Regions from separate parts of the Mus musculus genome. Here region 2 is linked to region 1. The links are chromatin contacts, called in public promoter capture Hi-C maps. All regions are on one chromosome and are shown on one strand. Each heading gives the region's core, a stretch centred on a gene start, on an enhancer-like site or on the middle of the called end of the contact. The rest is flanking DNA. Distances are from core to core; before and after follow the strand shown. Region 1 overlaps Ptdss1 (phosphatidylserine synthase 1). Region 2 overlaps Rslcan18 (regulator of sex-limitation candidate 18).

Region 1 (7,626 bases), core at 1,431-3,930:
TCCATTTTAAATGCTTTTGTGTTGCACTCATGCACATGCGTGCCACAGTACTCTTGTGGATGATCAGAGGACAAGTTGCAGGAGTCTGTTCTTTCCTCTCACCATATAGATCTTGGGAATCAAACTCTAGATTGTTAGCTTTGGCAGAAAGTGTCTTTACCTACTGAGCCGTCTTACTAGCCACATCATCATTTTAAATATCCATTTTAACTACACAAGTGGAGGGACTACCTTGCTCAAAGAGACTATCTCAGCCATTTCTTCTAATCATCATTCATTATTACAATAATCAAACATCAGCAAACAAAATTAGGAAAATTAATATTGATCTAGTAAAGACAAATAAGGTAATAAAAATATGGGTAAATGAGAGAAAACCTGTTTTCAGATGTTTTGATTGGGGTCTTTGAAGTAATGAGGTCATAGTTCATGCATGAGTGTTGTATAGTATCTTAGTCCCACAGAGTTTAATGTAAAGTCTTTTGTGCATATATTATATTTCTTTGCCATAGAATCTCTCAAATCCTCAAGGGAACCTGTAATTCTCCCAAAATTCTGGTTCACTTGACTTCTGTAGGCTTGGACAGACCTTAGGAGTGTTTGGGAGACTACAAGCCACACTGCTATTGACACCACTCCAGTCACATGTAAACAAACACACCAGATTTCCAAGTGTTACTTCAAAGGCAATACAAAATATTATTCTAGTATTTTGATATAACTTATGTATTGGTCGCTTTATTAAAGTGACTTGCATATGTCTTCTTTATCTTCATTTGACAGCTGGAAATATTTGAACAGCATATATAGTTGTGGGTGCTGCTCAGAGCACTTGAACACCCTTTGCTAAACTTGTCACCAACACTCAGTAACTATAGTGAAGTGCAGCTGGGGCCCCTCTAGTTTCTGCAAGACAAAGATGTCTACATTTTTACCTGGTTACAGTAAACACCCATAAACCTGAGGATGCCATAAGAGACAGTTGAAGAAGCCTGTAGTTAACCCTCTGGAATGGTCTCCACTCCACAGAGAAGCTATGTCAGGCTCAGGCTGCTCAGGACTGTGGCAGTGTTACTAGACCAAAGCTGCCTTTGCCAACAGTGTGATCCTGTAAGCTGAGCTTCCTTCACCCCCATCTGACCCAAATTCAGAATCTCTTAGAGCAATGTTTCAATAGCCCTGGCTGTCTGTTCCCTTGCATCAAATTAGACCAGGCTGCTGGAGTATGGCAAGCAAGGCAGAGCAGGTTTTATGTTCCTCTGTGGTGCCATTGTGTAGAAATCTCATGGATTCTAATTCTGTTTTTTCAGACAGTACTATGCCTACCTCACGGACACACAGTGCAAGCGTGTAGGGACACAGTGCTGGGTGTTTGGGTGAGTATTTGTGATTGTAGGGGTTTTGAAGCCATTTGAGCCCCTAAGTTTCTTTGAATAGTTTTTGTTAAGAGTCTTCAATGTAATTCCCCATGAAGGAAGTTGATCAAGGTAAGAAACTATTTCTGATAGAACTCAGAGACCTTGCTTTATAAAATAAATTAGATCCAGTATGGATCTGTTGAATTTCTCTGAACATATTTGAGTTTGGGACATCTGCCCTGGGTTAAGCAACACTTTGTGTTATTTTGACCTTAGAAGGCCCCCCAAAAAACCAGCTTACTGCATATTCAATATAATTTTATAATAATAAAATAATTTTATTGCTTCAAGAATTAACGCAGACACATGGTTACAAATTGTGGGTACAAGTGCTATTTCCTAATATACTGTTTACTGTTTCACATTCCTAGTTTCCCCTCCAAATCCCCTTATGGGTGAGTCTCTTTTCTGTGTGTCATGTAGGTCACTCTGCTGCTTAAATACCAACCATCTATCATTATATTTCTTCACATCTAGAGTTCAAGAGGGGTCTGAGTAAACCTGTATAGGAAGTTAATTCCTTGATGTAGCCTAGGTTCAAGACTTAATCTAGGTTCTAATTTGAGTGGATAGGATAGGATAAATGACTACAGGCAGAGTTAGAAATCACTGCACACATTGGTAAAACTTCTAAGCAAAATACAAAAGAAACTCATGTAAAGATGATCCAGAGGTGAACGGCCGGGACCCTGCCTTCCCTGTAGCACTCTCCCGTGGGCCTGCGTATAAACAGGCACCCGTTGGGAAGATTCAGAAAGCTTCTCTATGATTTTACAGAAGGAAGGACGCCAGGCTTTAGCCAGAAGTGGAGGAAGACGTGTCTACATCCCATACAACTGACCTTTAATCTTTTGGAAGGTAGGAAAGGTAGAGCAAAGGTCAAACAGGGCCACCCACCTCAGGTTTCCTTTCCGTAATTTCACAGTTTTCTCCTGAAGGAGATACTTTGTTTTGTTTTATATAAACATTAACTCTGAATTACTGAACTACTAATTACAGACTTGCTAAGTCATCTCCCTCAGTTGAAACATAGGTCTAAGTTTTGTTTTGTTTCTCACCTGTATGTAGTGTGCGCATGCAGGTGGAGGCCCAACGGTGAGTCAGTTGTCTTCCTCAGTCCCTTCCTACTGTATTCATCGAGGTACCCTCCGTTGAATCCAGAGCTTAGTAGTTGAGAGAGACTGATTGGTCAGGTTGTATCTGAGTCCCTCTTGTATCGGCACGCCACCTTGTTCTGAGCACTTACTGGCTTGGGAACCTGAGCTCCTGTCACCAGGCTTTCACTGCAAGTACTTTGCCCTCTGAACCACCTCCCCGTGCCTGGATCTGAGGCTTTTCAGAAGACGTTCTCATAAATGTGTTGACATTCTTCCCAGTTCATAGCCTCAGACTGTTCAAGAACAGATGCAGGCATAAAATGGGAAGAGTAAGCTGTCGAGAATAGATAACTACTAGTCGTGTGAGGTCTCCTCCTGACTGGGACCCTGATCAGTGGTTGCTGTCTTGCTGACTGACCACACTGTCTAAGCCCTTTGCTGAGCCTCTCCTCCGGGGCCCACCATGCCTTTACTACAGCCCTTGGTACCCTTTCTACTCTCTTTACACCATCATCCTCTCCTCTCTCAGTTCCCAGCTTGCCACTCTCCCTTCTCAGCATAAGAAAACCTCTCTCACATCTCAAGAACTCTCGAATTAGCTTCTAAGTGATTTTAGTAGCTGATTTTCTTTTCCTCAGATTGCATCTCGCCTTAAACCCTAAAGGTATAGATCCCGATGTGGATTCAGGACCTTTCCCCTTTCCCCTTGGGGTTCCTGAGCTCAGGAAGCCCTAGAGCACAATCATAGCTTTCTCTCTCAACCTCAATGAAACTCTCACTTCCTCCAAAATAAGGTCTTGATTCTTTCCAGCCAGAACTAGAAGACCGCTCCCAAACCCTAGGATCACTGTCTGGCTTCCTGAGTGACCGTGATGAGTTAAATTAGAAAATACTCACCAAGTTTCCAATCTTGAGTGTGGTTCTGATTATCCTCCGCAGATCCTCTCCTGTAGGAATCATCTAGAGGAACAGGAACAGGTTTGTTTCCTGCTGATTAATGAGCTAAAAGACAAGACACGTTTGAAAGTCAAAGCCAAAGTATATTCAAAAGGACAATTTTATTAGATTTTAAGAGAAAAAAACACGAGGACAGACCAGCTATAACTCTAAGCAGCCTCCCAGAGAAAGAAAATGCTGTGTAAGTTAAGCCAAAGTGGAGGTCAACCACATGACACAATAGGGTTTAGAAATAGTATGAGGAATTGTTTTGGAATTTTCCAGAAAAAAAACAAACACAAACCCCTAAACCTACTAGGTTCTAACTAGAATCTCAGAGGGACGGGAAAGTTACATGGAAAGGTCAGTAGACTCAACAGAATTTTACAGTGGCTGGTAGAGACTGCTAGAAATAGAGACTCTGGAGGGGAAAGGCCATATTTCACTAAAGGAATTATTCCACTTATCTCTTTAGCACAGCTAATAGTAGTTTCACCTTTCTAAGGTGCAGTCCCTTGCCCAGGTGATTGGAATAAAACTGTTTTGGGTAGTTTGGAATGCTATGTCTCAAGCCAGGCCAGATAGATAAATATAAATAGAGATTTTTTTTTCCTCTTTGGCATAAGAAAGGTCCCTTAATTGGCCTTTACTGATGCAGGTGGCCCACATGGTTGTGGTGTTGATGTGGTTATAATCTAGAGATGGTTCTGATGGCAGAATAAAAGCCCCTTACATGCTGCTCAGGGTTAGACTTGTACACTTAGTTCTAGAAATAACTCCAAATACCATCTAGCTCCATTAGCAGAGGGATTCTGCATCCCTGCCCATGCATTAACATACATTTTCCGCCCAGTGGACCTAGTTACAGAATGGAAGACCTGTGACTGAGGAGGCTAGCATCTCCAGTGTCTGCCCCATGGCAGAGGCCTCGGGCAATTCCAATATTTGTCTTTTATCTTTGCTTCTTCAAAATGAGGGTGGCAGCAGACATCAAAGGTTCAGAAGAGAGGCACTGGCTGAGATCCATCAGGCTGTATTGTCAGCTACCTCTTTCAGTCTGGGAAAGAGTCCCCATATTTACATTTGAACTGAATAAGGAGAAATGTTCACCCCAGGGCATCTGGAGGTAGATGGGAAGGTAGGGGGTATCTCAGTGAACAGGCTTTGAGTTGGTGAGGAAAGCTATGCTAACCTTTCAGAAGGTTGTTATTGCATAGGAATCTGTCCCTTGAGTTGAAGACTGGGTGGTGCTTGAATGAGTTCCTGTGATTATTAGAACATTCTCACCTTTCCCACCATCTCCTCTGATCACCACACCTGGACTGCAGTGGTAGGCATCCTGTGTTCATCCCTCTTGTTCTTACTACAGTTTGGCTCAGCCTCCAGAGCGATCTTATTAATATGTAAACCTTATGTTGTACCTTCCCTTACACTAAAAGCCAAGCCCTTAGGTAGTCTTGAAGATTGCTCTGACTCTATTACCAATTCTTTTTGTTCCTTTCACTTCTAGCCCTTGTTCTTGCTTTGCCCATGCCAGGTCTCCTTCCTATCTCACACCCAGAAGATCCCACAGCTGGTCCTGTCTGGATTTACTCTGTTACTCCCACCTGACAAGAATAAAACCACTAGCACAATTTTGAGCCAAATTTGAAGGAAACTTGATTTTTACTAGGGTGCATCCAAGAGCTGACCAGAGATTACCTCTTCAGTCTAGTTAAAGAAAGCAGTCCCGAGTCCATTTCTTGGGCTCCCTTTAAGGAGTAAAGTCACAAGTCGTTGCTGCAAAGGACATTTACAGAAGAGAAATGGTGGAGCAATAAAGACTGAACACCGTGTAGTTGATTTATGATTAGAAAAAGTGATTGGAGAAGGTTAGGGAGGGTCAGGGTGTTCTCATCAACAAGTCAAGGTCATAGGTTGGAGCAAATCGGACTCCAGGAAACAGACTTAAAAACAGCAACTCAGCTCTTACGGTAAATGAAAACTTCTTTATTTAACAATACAGCCTAAGGCTGGGCAGTGGTGGCACACGCCTTTAATCCCAGCACTTGGGAGGCAGGGGCAGGTGGATTTCTGAGTTCGAGGCCAGCCTGGTCTACAGAGTGAGTTCCAGGACAGCCAGGGCTACACAGAGAAACCCTGTCTCAAAAGACAAAACAAAGCAAAACAAACAAACAAACAGAAAAACAAACCAATACAGCCTAGTGGCTCCTGTCTTCAAAATGGAGTCAGGAATGTTCCTTATTCCCTGCTTGACTTATGTGTCCCTTTCAAATCTTTAGGGAACTGCCTTTAGTGGTATTATGGAGTAGCAATGATTCTAAATTTTTTTTTTTTATGTAACAGGTGATAAAGTTAGTAGCACATTGGAGGGCAAAGAACCCACTTATGATAAGTAGTAAAAATAATATGAGAAGGTCAGTGAAGTGGGAGAGCCATCTTAGGCCTGTCAAATTTTGTTTGACAGCTTTTATTTCTTCTTGATCATCAATTTAGTTGTCAATAGTAGGAGAGAAATCAGAGATATTAAAACAGCACATTTCAGTAAAATGCTGACAACCAATATTATGTTTAAGTAATAGGTAATCTATAGTAGCTCTTACTTTGTAGAACAGTTATTGTCAGATCTTCCATTTCTTGATTAATTTCAGTTAACTTTTTTTACTATAGTAGTTTTTTTTTTTAATTAGACAAGCTATGCCTAATTAGAAACCTCTCTTTGCAGTCCAACAACAAGCCCTGAGATTGGTATCAAAGGCTGAGTTGCAGCCACTATAGTGGGATCCAATAGATAAAAGGAATCATTGCAGTTATCAGGAAGAGCTCTTATAATTCTACCCAGTTATAAGAGTTTCAGAGTACAAAGGTGTAACAAGCCCTAGCCTATATACCTTGTGCCCTGTACTCTGCAGGGAGTGCAGAACAAGTACTGGTTTTTTGTTTGTTTGTTTTTAAATTCCATCCTATGTGCTGTGGTTTACCAAATGGAGAGTCTGTTAAAAACTGAAATTACAGTAAGAAAGAACATTAGTGCAATCAAAACACAGACAGTGAAGGCAAATACCTTATCAACAGTAACATTGGCCACAGCTTTTAAAACATTAGTGGGGGTGTGTTCCATTTTGTTCCCCATTATACTCATATAATTTTCATATGAAAACCCTATTCTGTACAGATTTTCTTTTTAAAAGCCCAGGAACAAGGAATATCCTCTAACACAAAAGGAGTGTCTTCATTGGCTTTTAGTGTTAGATAGAGCCAAAGATTATACCCCATAGTATAAATTACAGACAGGGTTACTCTGGGTATGTTAAGTTCAGTTAAAGTAATTAATGAATCTTCCCTTTCCATTCTTATTTTAGCAATCTGTAATTTCTAATATCAGAACCTTTTAAAGAATATTGGATTATGTTGAAGCCTGTATTATGTAGAGATGGGTCAGTTAAATTATTTTATTGTAAGTATTCTCCATCTGTACCTAAAGACTGTTTGCCCCCCCCCCCCTTTTTTTGTCTAAACTATGGGCCCTGGTGGATAAAAACAATATTTTGCATAGGAAGACAATATAGGAGTGTTTCTTATAATAGGGGTGCCTTTATTTCCCCTGTTAAGATACATTTAGGTTCTGTTTACGTTCAAAATTAAACAATAAAACTGTTAGCCATAGGAAAATCATGGTGGGAATCCCAACATCAAGAACACAGTGTTTAAAGTTATGTTGACAGTCAAAAGTTCGAAAGCTTGACTTTTTTATTAGATATTTTCCTTATTTACATTTCAAATGTTATCCCCTTTCCTAGTCTCCCCTCTGAAAATCCCCTATCCCCTCCATCCCTCCTTCTGCTCCCCAACCCACCCACTCCTGCCTCCTCCTAGCACTGGCATTCCCCTATACTGGGGCATAGAGCCTTCACAGGACCAAGGGCCTCTCCTCCCATTGAAGACGGACTAGGCCATCCTCTGCTACATATGCAGTTAGAGACACGAGTCCCATCATGTGTTTTCTTTGATTGGTGGTTTAGTCCAAGGGAGCTCTGGGAGTACTGGTTAGTTCATATTGTTGTTCCTCCTATGGGGCTGCAAAACAGAAAGTTTGACTTTTAATGAATGGTCTTTTTTATTCCCTTTTCACCTCTGGGGGTTGGGTTCTTCTTCTATGGATTCATCAGGTGCCT
Region 2 (7,626 bases), core at 2,640-5,139, 130 kb after region 1:
CTCTGTGAGTTCTAGGCCATCCTGGTCTACAGAGTGAGTTCCAGGACAGGGGCTTCATAGAGAAGCCTTCTCTCAAAAACAAGACAAAATAAAACAAACAAAACAAAACAAAAAACAAAAGAAGAAAGCAGTAACTGAGTGGGGAAGCAAGCAGAACTCTACCCTTGTATGTACCTGAATAGCATTTATGCAAAAATGTATACCACTTCTTATTTTTCTTTTATAACATTGTAAAAAAAAAAAAATCAAGTGAATTTTTACAAGTTGGACTTCATCTTATTTTAGATGACCTTCTACTTGGGGAGTGGGGGGGGGAAGAGTATAGAGAACATTAACATATTTGCATCAAAATAGTGCTGAGATCTGCTTTTATAACTGAAATAAGAAAATTATTATGAAGTCAGACATAGAAACATGGTAAAATTATATTTAAATCAGTTGCAGCAAGAGTTAAAATGGGGACTTTGCATTAGGAAAAACCATGATGTATATGTGACTCTGACAACAGGAAAAATGTGTAACTATACACAACACGCATTTGACTGAAGATGGTACTTTGGTTCTTTCTATGGACACCACTGTGACATGCATGAGAAAAATTAATGTGACAGCTATTCATTTCTACTTTAACTTTTTTCTTTCATTTGTTTTTATTCACTTGTCAACTATAATAAGTTTTCCATAAAATATGAATTCCATGAATAGTGCAGGTTCCATGTATGAAGCCAAACCACACTTAGTTGGTTTGAATCTCATTCCACACTCCCAGTACATCCCAAAACATTCTTCCCATCAGGTGAGACTGAATGGATTTTATTCCAGTGTTCTATTCCTAGCTCACACACTAAAGGCTGACTGAGCCACTACCCAATGGAATAAATTCCTCAGAAAGATCCAAATGTTCCCAATGGAAATGCATGGTGAGTATTGACCAAGACAGAATGTGCCAGAACAAACTTTAGTGAGGAACCCACAAACTGCGGCTCAGGTGCTGCACAGAGGAAGATGACAAACTGAGGGCGTGTCCTTCAAAGAACAGCAAGGGCTTGGAACACAGCTCAGGGGAGAAGTTTTTACTCAGATATGTGAGGTCTGGGTTCGTTCAACTCCCAGCAGGCAGGAGGCAGAGACGATGCCATGTGTGTCCACTCCCTGTCTACATGTAAAGCAGCAAGGTACGACTTGGAGGACAGCCTCTGATATTCAGGTGTTTTCCTCTGGATGTGAAGAGCGGTACAGGCTTCCAACTCCTATGGCGTTTCAGGTATGACCAATGCAATGAGTTCTGATTTGCCTTCCTCAGTCAGCCAAGGGAAAGAGTACTGAGCGGTGGATCAAGGCCCAGTAGACATGATCCTACAATACTTCACAAGCTCCAGTACCTGTACTCCAGGGCAGTCACTCTGTGCCCAGACTGATGATCCGTGTCCGACATGGTGGAAAGAAAGAAGCAAATCTCTAACCGCTCTTCTGGCCTGCTCAGGAACAGCATGGCAAGTGGTTCCACGTGTATCCACAGACACACAGTCGGTCAGCCAGCCAATCAACACAGTAAACTGTACCGAAGGGAATGTCATTAGATTCATGTGACACAACACAGAGTAGAGAGAAAAGAGAGTTCAGGGTTGTGGCACACATCTTTCAATGTAGGTCTTGGATGAGGCAGACATAGTACCAAGTGTTCGAGGTAAGCCTTGTCTATATTGGGAGTTCAAGGTTAACATGTAGTATGTAAAGTCTTCCCTCATAAAAACGAGACAGAGAGAAATGTGGAAAACAAAGATTTTAGAAAATATGGTCTTTAATCTTACATTATTTGAAAAAGCGAACCATACAAATTAAAACCTGTACTTCAACAAATACCGGCCTAGATAACCCTAAATTAATTCACATGGGGTGAAGATAACAGGGGCTCCTGACATAGGAGGAGCCTCTCTAGGTTCTCTCTGCAGAAACAGCACTTGGGGAAGCTGAGGGATGACACATTACAATGGACAGATGAAAAAGAACAGCATAAATACACAAGCAAAGCCTAGGACTGTAAGCTTACCAAGCAGTTCATCCCTAACAGACTTGGAAAAGAGAGGAGGCCACAGAACAAGGACTTGTTCTAGATCCTCGCAAGTGAAGAGCGGTGAGAAGCCTATATAAACAATTAGTATCCTGAAAAACACCTCCCATCAGAAGAGCAGATGAGAGGCTGAGGAGATGGCTCAGTGGTTAAACACACTGGCTGTTCTTCCAGAGGACCCATCTGTGGGCTCACAGGCATTTGCAACTCCAGTTCCAGGGGACCCGCCCCTTGCCTGTCTTTAATAGGCACCAGACATACAAGTGATTCACAGATATACCTGAAGGCAAAATACTCATTAACACACACACACACACACACACACACACACACACACATATATAGATGAGAGAGAGAGAGAGAGAGAGAGAGAGAGAGAGAGAGAGAGGGAGAGAGAGCACAGAGGGAAACATCAATGGAGAAGGCTAATGAATCCCAAGTCACAAGAAGTATCAAGGAAGTTGTTTAATAGAAAACTCAGAATTGTCTTAAGGAAAACAAAAAACAAAAACAAAAAACCTAGACTTTTCCACACGTGAGAGATGAGAAGCACACCCTTCCATGTTCTTTACCCAGGAGATGGCCACCTGTCAGCAGGAAAACTGCTCAGCTCATAGACCAGCAAGAGCATCGTGAAGATAGAGACACTTCCCTGAGAGAACTAGAGCAGGTCCCCAATGGAAGCTGCAAGGATCATCACCTAATGCTGTCCCACACAGAACCACCACAGCACAGCTCACCAACTGATGCTGATAGGAGTCTGCTCTTCTCAGGCCACTGTGGACTGACTGCCTGTGGGTGGAGGGCAGAAGGTCTGTCGCTATGGTCTCACTAGGTGGGTTTTGACTAAATTCATGGAAACACTCCAGGACACTTAAGCTTAAGCGTGACAAAGTTTACTTTCTAGGTGGAAGAAATGCAACGCCTTTCTGGCCAGGGAGCAAAATGTGATTTCCTAAGAATTGCTTCGTCGTATCACCTAGTCCCCTGATCGGAATATGGAATCTCACTGCCCCCTCCTTCAGTGGAACCTGGTTCTGGACACAAGCCTAGAACAACAGAATAGAGTGGAAGTCACAAGAACTCTCGCACCTCCTGTCTGTGTGCCTCAGAGACATTTTGTGAGAGAAGTCCTGACAAACCTTGCCCTTCTCGAGTGTAGGTTCATCGTCCCTGTCCATTCCTTTTCCTCTCCTCGTTCTTCTAGAATGTAAGAGTTTATAAACCTTATAAACAAGAACACTAGATGTTTTACAAACTTTATAAACACGAGTACTTCGTTGCTATACAGTGCGGTCGTGACCAGAAACTCCACTTTCTCTAGACGAGCGGGGAAACCTGGCTACAGCCAGAAGAGAGTGAGTCAGCTAGTACCAGGATGCTTCCACAGCCAAGCTGGAAAGAGAGCTCCCAGCCTTGCCTTTCTTTCCACCATGTGGGAAGCATGTCTGAAGCAGCAGTAGACTGATGGCTGCTCCCAGCACCATCGCCGCCGTCCTCTCCGCAGCGCTGACTTAAATCCTGACTCAGCAGCCCAGCCTTGGTTAGAACAGCCCCTCCAAAGTGAGCTTTTCCCTATTTCATAGATGCCCCGTGACAACTCCTTTAAAGATGGACCTACCCGTCCACACTGCACAATCCCTCGGGCCTGGCGGGCTGCTCTGCACCCTGAACCAGCCTTCACCTCAGAGATCCAACTCCAGCAGGGTAGTTAGAAACTTGTTTGAGTCCAAAGTGGAAAAGGACTCGCTATGAAGGGCGGAACATGCGCAGAAAGAACTCAAAAGGCGCTCTGGCTTCCCTTGCTTGTTACGTCACATCGAGGGAGACTACATTTCCCATAAGTCTGTGTAATGGAGATCCAAGAGTCGCTGAATCCTATGTGAAAGGATGGAAACACACAGGTTCTGCCGCTAGAGGGAGACAGTGGAAGGAAATCAGGCTGCTTTTAAAGTCTTCTGCTCACAACTGTGATGTTGGAATGTGAAACCTTACGCTAATGTTTATTAAGTGTACTGGTTATTTCTGGTCACTTTACTGTGGTTTCACTCAGCTCTGCTAACTGTAGGAAAACGTTCATTTGACTCAATTTTTACTTGGAGATAATTACAAAAAACTAACATGGGAAGTCACCGCTACGTCTTTCGAATGTGCTTTGAAGACAGGTTCGGCGGCAGCCACCTGGTGGCAGCTGCTCCTGTATTGAAATGAAAAGAACAAAAAGGAATTGGAGGAAGCTGGGTGATGTGACAAGTTCCATAAAGTCAGGAGGCCTTGGTTTTAGTGTGCGACACTGAAAACAGCCCACACAGGAGAACCAAAATCAGTCTTGTGGTGGCAGGGACACAGAGAAATTATTCCCTGAATACCGTGGTCTCAGAAATATGTTCCCGGGAACACAAAATGAGCTACAAACCCACTTTGCAGCATGGATGTGTGTACCCTCCTGTCTTTTCATAAGGATTGTCACTCCTGTATCTGTCACTGCTGAGGTCAAATCATATACAAACTCTATACATGTTAGTACTTGCAACAGACACTGATTCTCAAGGAAACTATTTCTGAGCAGACATACTGGGAAGTTCATATTTCATTTTCTCTCACCATAAGCCACTCACATTTTCTCTCTATGGCGTTTTTGTTGTTACTACTTCCTTGAAATGATTGATCATGAGTTGAGTCATAGCAGGTGACAGGTATATAATACATTTACGTTATAATGTACTCGGGAAATGAATACTACACTGCGGTAAAGAAGGAGGCAATAATGACAAGAGAATCCTGCAAGGTTAACAATCCGAAGTATGTCTTCAGAAGAGGTACAAAACTACATTCCCAGTATGTCTATGTGTTTCCTGATGAGAGATGTGTTAATGAAGGTTCCTACAATGTATCTGGGGTAGTGGTACTAGCTCAGTATGTGGTGGCCATAGGGACTCTTGAAAATTGCACAAACAGTTGATTTTACTGGATTTTTCAGGAACATATTTTTAATATGACTTTTAGCAGGTATTTATTCATGTATTTTGTATGAACATTTTTAAAGTGAGGGAATAATATTACCTTCAAATATCACTTTCTTTTCTAAAGTAAAAACCTATTATTTAATGTTCTTTTCTTGGTTTAGTCCAAACAAGTTTTCTCTGTGTAGTCCTGTCAGTCCTAGACCTAAATCAGTAGACCAGAATGGCCTCCAACTCAGAGATCCACCACCCACTACCTCCTGAGTGCTGGAATTAAAGGCGAGCATCACCATGCCCAATGGAAATTTTAATTATATAATTTTCTTTCAATTTTATGTGTATATGTCGGTGTACACACGTATGTAGAATGTATGCATGTACTTTTTTTGTACATTAGCCTGAGCATGTTAGATTAAGGGACCTGATCCTCTGGAACTACTGCTACATGTACTTGAGAGCCATGATGTGCTTGTTGGAAACCAAACCCAGATTCTCGGCAAGAAGACTAAATTCTCATAACTACTTTAGCCTTCAAACTTACACTTTGAAGTGAACTTGCCAAACATCACACCTAATGAGAATGTTTCAATGAGGGGAAATTAAATGAACAAGATATTATACAACCTATCTTATTAGAGGTAATAGATAAATTTGTCAGCAGGGTCTAAACAAACACATTCAGCCTGAGAACTTAACTTCTGGTAGACTTTTTCATAACTATGTCTGGGTTACTATTATTTTACCTAATGGGACTCCCTCTTAGATCCTGCACATATAGTTTGTACCTGCAACATGGTAGCTCCTCCTCCTCTTGAATTAGCATCAAGGAATAGCAACTCTCAGATGAGTCAGTACCCTTTCAATTAGGTTTCCAGGTAACAGACACAAACATACACACATGTTGGAGTTTGGTCTGGCGATGTTTGTATTCATATGTTAAGTTATATACCCCAACATCTGGTTGTCCCAAGAAGAGAAAATTCTCACATACACCAGCCTTTGTTGTACAAACCTTACCCCCCAGTTTGAAATGATTAGTTAAATAAAAATCGCTATGAACAATTACTGGGGAGAATAGAGAGAGGCAGGGTATAAGTTACTGGGCTGGGGGTTGAAGGAAGGGGTTACAGTGAGCGGGACCAGAGTGTGCAGGGCTGGAGCAAGAGACAAGGGTAGAAAGATTATAAATGCAATACAGGGGGCTGGAGAAATGGCTCAGCGGTTAAGAGCACTGACTGCTCTTCTGACGGTCATGAGGTCAAACCCCAGCAACCACTTGATAGCTCACAACCATCTGTAATGAGATCAGATGCCCTCTTCTGGTGTGCCTGAAAACAGCTACAGTGTACTTACATATAATAAATAAATAAATAAATAAATAAATAAATAAATAAATAAATAAATAAATAAATCTTTAAGTCTTTAAAAGAAAACAAACCAACAAGCAAACAAACAAACAAACAAAAAGAATCAGTACACACACCACTGTGATCCCAGGCGCTCTGCCCCTGATCTTAGGAAAGCTGAAGAGGAGGTATGCATGTGTTTAGAAAATACCCGGGTCAAGTTTGTGAGAGGCCATGATGAGGGGGCTGTGGTAGATGGGATGGTGTCCTAGAGTGAACACAAATATTAAATTTCCCACACAGACTAATGGATGAGAAGTGTCGTCAAGGAATTTACACATGGAAAGATCAACACATGGATTCTGAAATTTCTTGGAGTAAACCTCAGAGACTTGCACTTATCACGTTGTTCAATGATTTTAAACATCTGTGCCCCTGACCCACCCTTCACTGAATGGATTCCAGTGTTCGACTGAACCCTTTCTCTAGCTGTGGCACCTTCTTCATGTATGGCTCACAAAGTGTTTCAGAACAGGAGAACAAGGATTAGTTAAGTTCATTTGTATTACTGTGTTTAACACCACATGCACCTTCATTATAGCCACCTGTTTTACCCTAAGCTCCCCTGTCTGTTTTCTACTTTGTATCAGATATAATGTGTCGAGAAATTGTCCGTGCTAGTGAGCCTTGCTTTCTGATTCTTGTCCTAAGAAAGAGCCTGACATGCTGTACTGATAGAGTAACCAATGATGGCTTCAATAAGCATCTTAAAAACATAGTACTCAGTCGTACAATAGCTTCCTGCTTTCTTATTTTTAAGTAAAGAGGATCAATCTGAATTTTCCCTTCGGTTGCAAGATTCTATAAATTGATATGAGCTTTAAAATCACGGCGTCTTAGCAGAAATAACTAGGAAACCTGATAAACATTACTGAGAAAGGCTCCACTCACAGGCTAAATTCGGGTGCTGTGTCCACAGGACTTTAAAAGAGCCTGAATGGCATGTGGTTGCACATGTACTAAATTGAAGCCCATATCCCTCAAAGTGTACCTGCTCACAGTTGAGCAGGAGCACAAGCTCTGTGGAAATCCTCTTCTCTGCGTTCCTGGAAGTCTTTCGCACTGACTCCTGGAAAATGAAGTCCCGAGCACTAAGACATCACCAGAGGGGGTTGAGGATATTTAACTTTCACGTTCTGCCTTCAAACTTCGCTTCTCTCCAAAGTTAGGCGAGTGTCCTGCTCAA

Evidence for each region. Capture Hi-C pulls out chosen DNA fragments and counts their contacts.
Region 2: a promoter capture Hi-C map of liver shows a contact between it and region 1. The contact joins two enhancer-like sites. A contact is called at or near these places in 2 of 39 promoter capture datasets (3T3-L1-derived adipocytes and embryonic stem cells), 1 of 484 Hi-C or Micro-C datasets (nephron progenitors), 1 of 115 datasets of contacts at active chromatin or transcription factors (large pre-B cells) and 3 of 9 other capture datasets (adipose tissue, liver and pancreatic islet).

The regions. Positions count from the first base shown.
Region 1 is chr13:66,975,436-66,983,061 of GRCm38.p6, forward strand. Ptdss1 (phosphatidylserine synthase 1) reads left to right here. Exons shown (of 13, transcript NM_008959.3): 9 at 1,311-1,376. Among named protein-coding and RNA genes, the nearest start is that of Mterf3, 46 kb to the left of the region's middle. Within about 2 kb of position 2,681, at least 5 of the 459 cell types and tissues checked have an H3K27ac peak or open chromatin away from gene starts, as enhancers often do. A contact at or near this core is called in liver, where this site is marked.
Region 2 is chr13:67,104,757-67,112,382 of GRCm38.p6, forward strand. Rslcan18 (regulator of sex-limitation candidate 18) reads right to left here. Exons shown (of 7, transcript NM_001256052.1): 2 at 7,432-7,509; 3 at 3,214-3,297; 4 at 2,812-2,863. Among named protein-coding and RNA genes, the nearest start is that of Rslcan18, 5.5 kb to the right of the region's middle. Within about 2 kb of position 3,890, at least 413 of the 459 cell types and tissues checked have an H3K27ac peak or open chromatin away from gene starts, as enhancers often do. A contact at or near this core is called in liver, where this site is marked.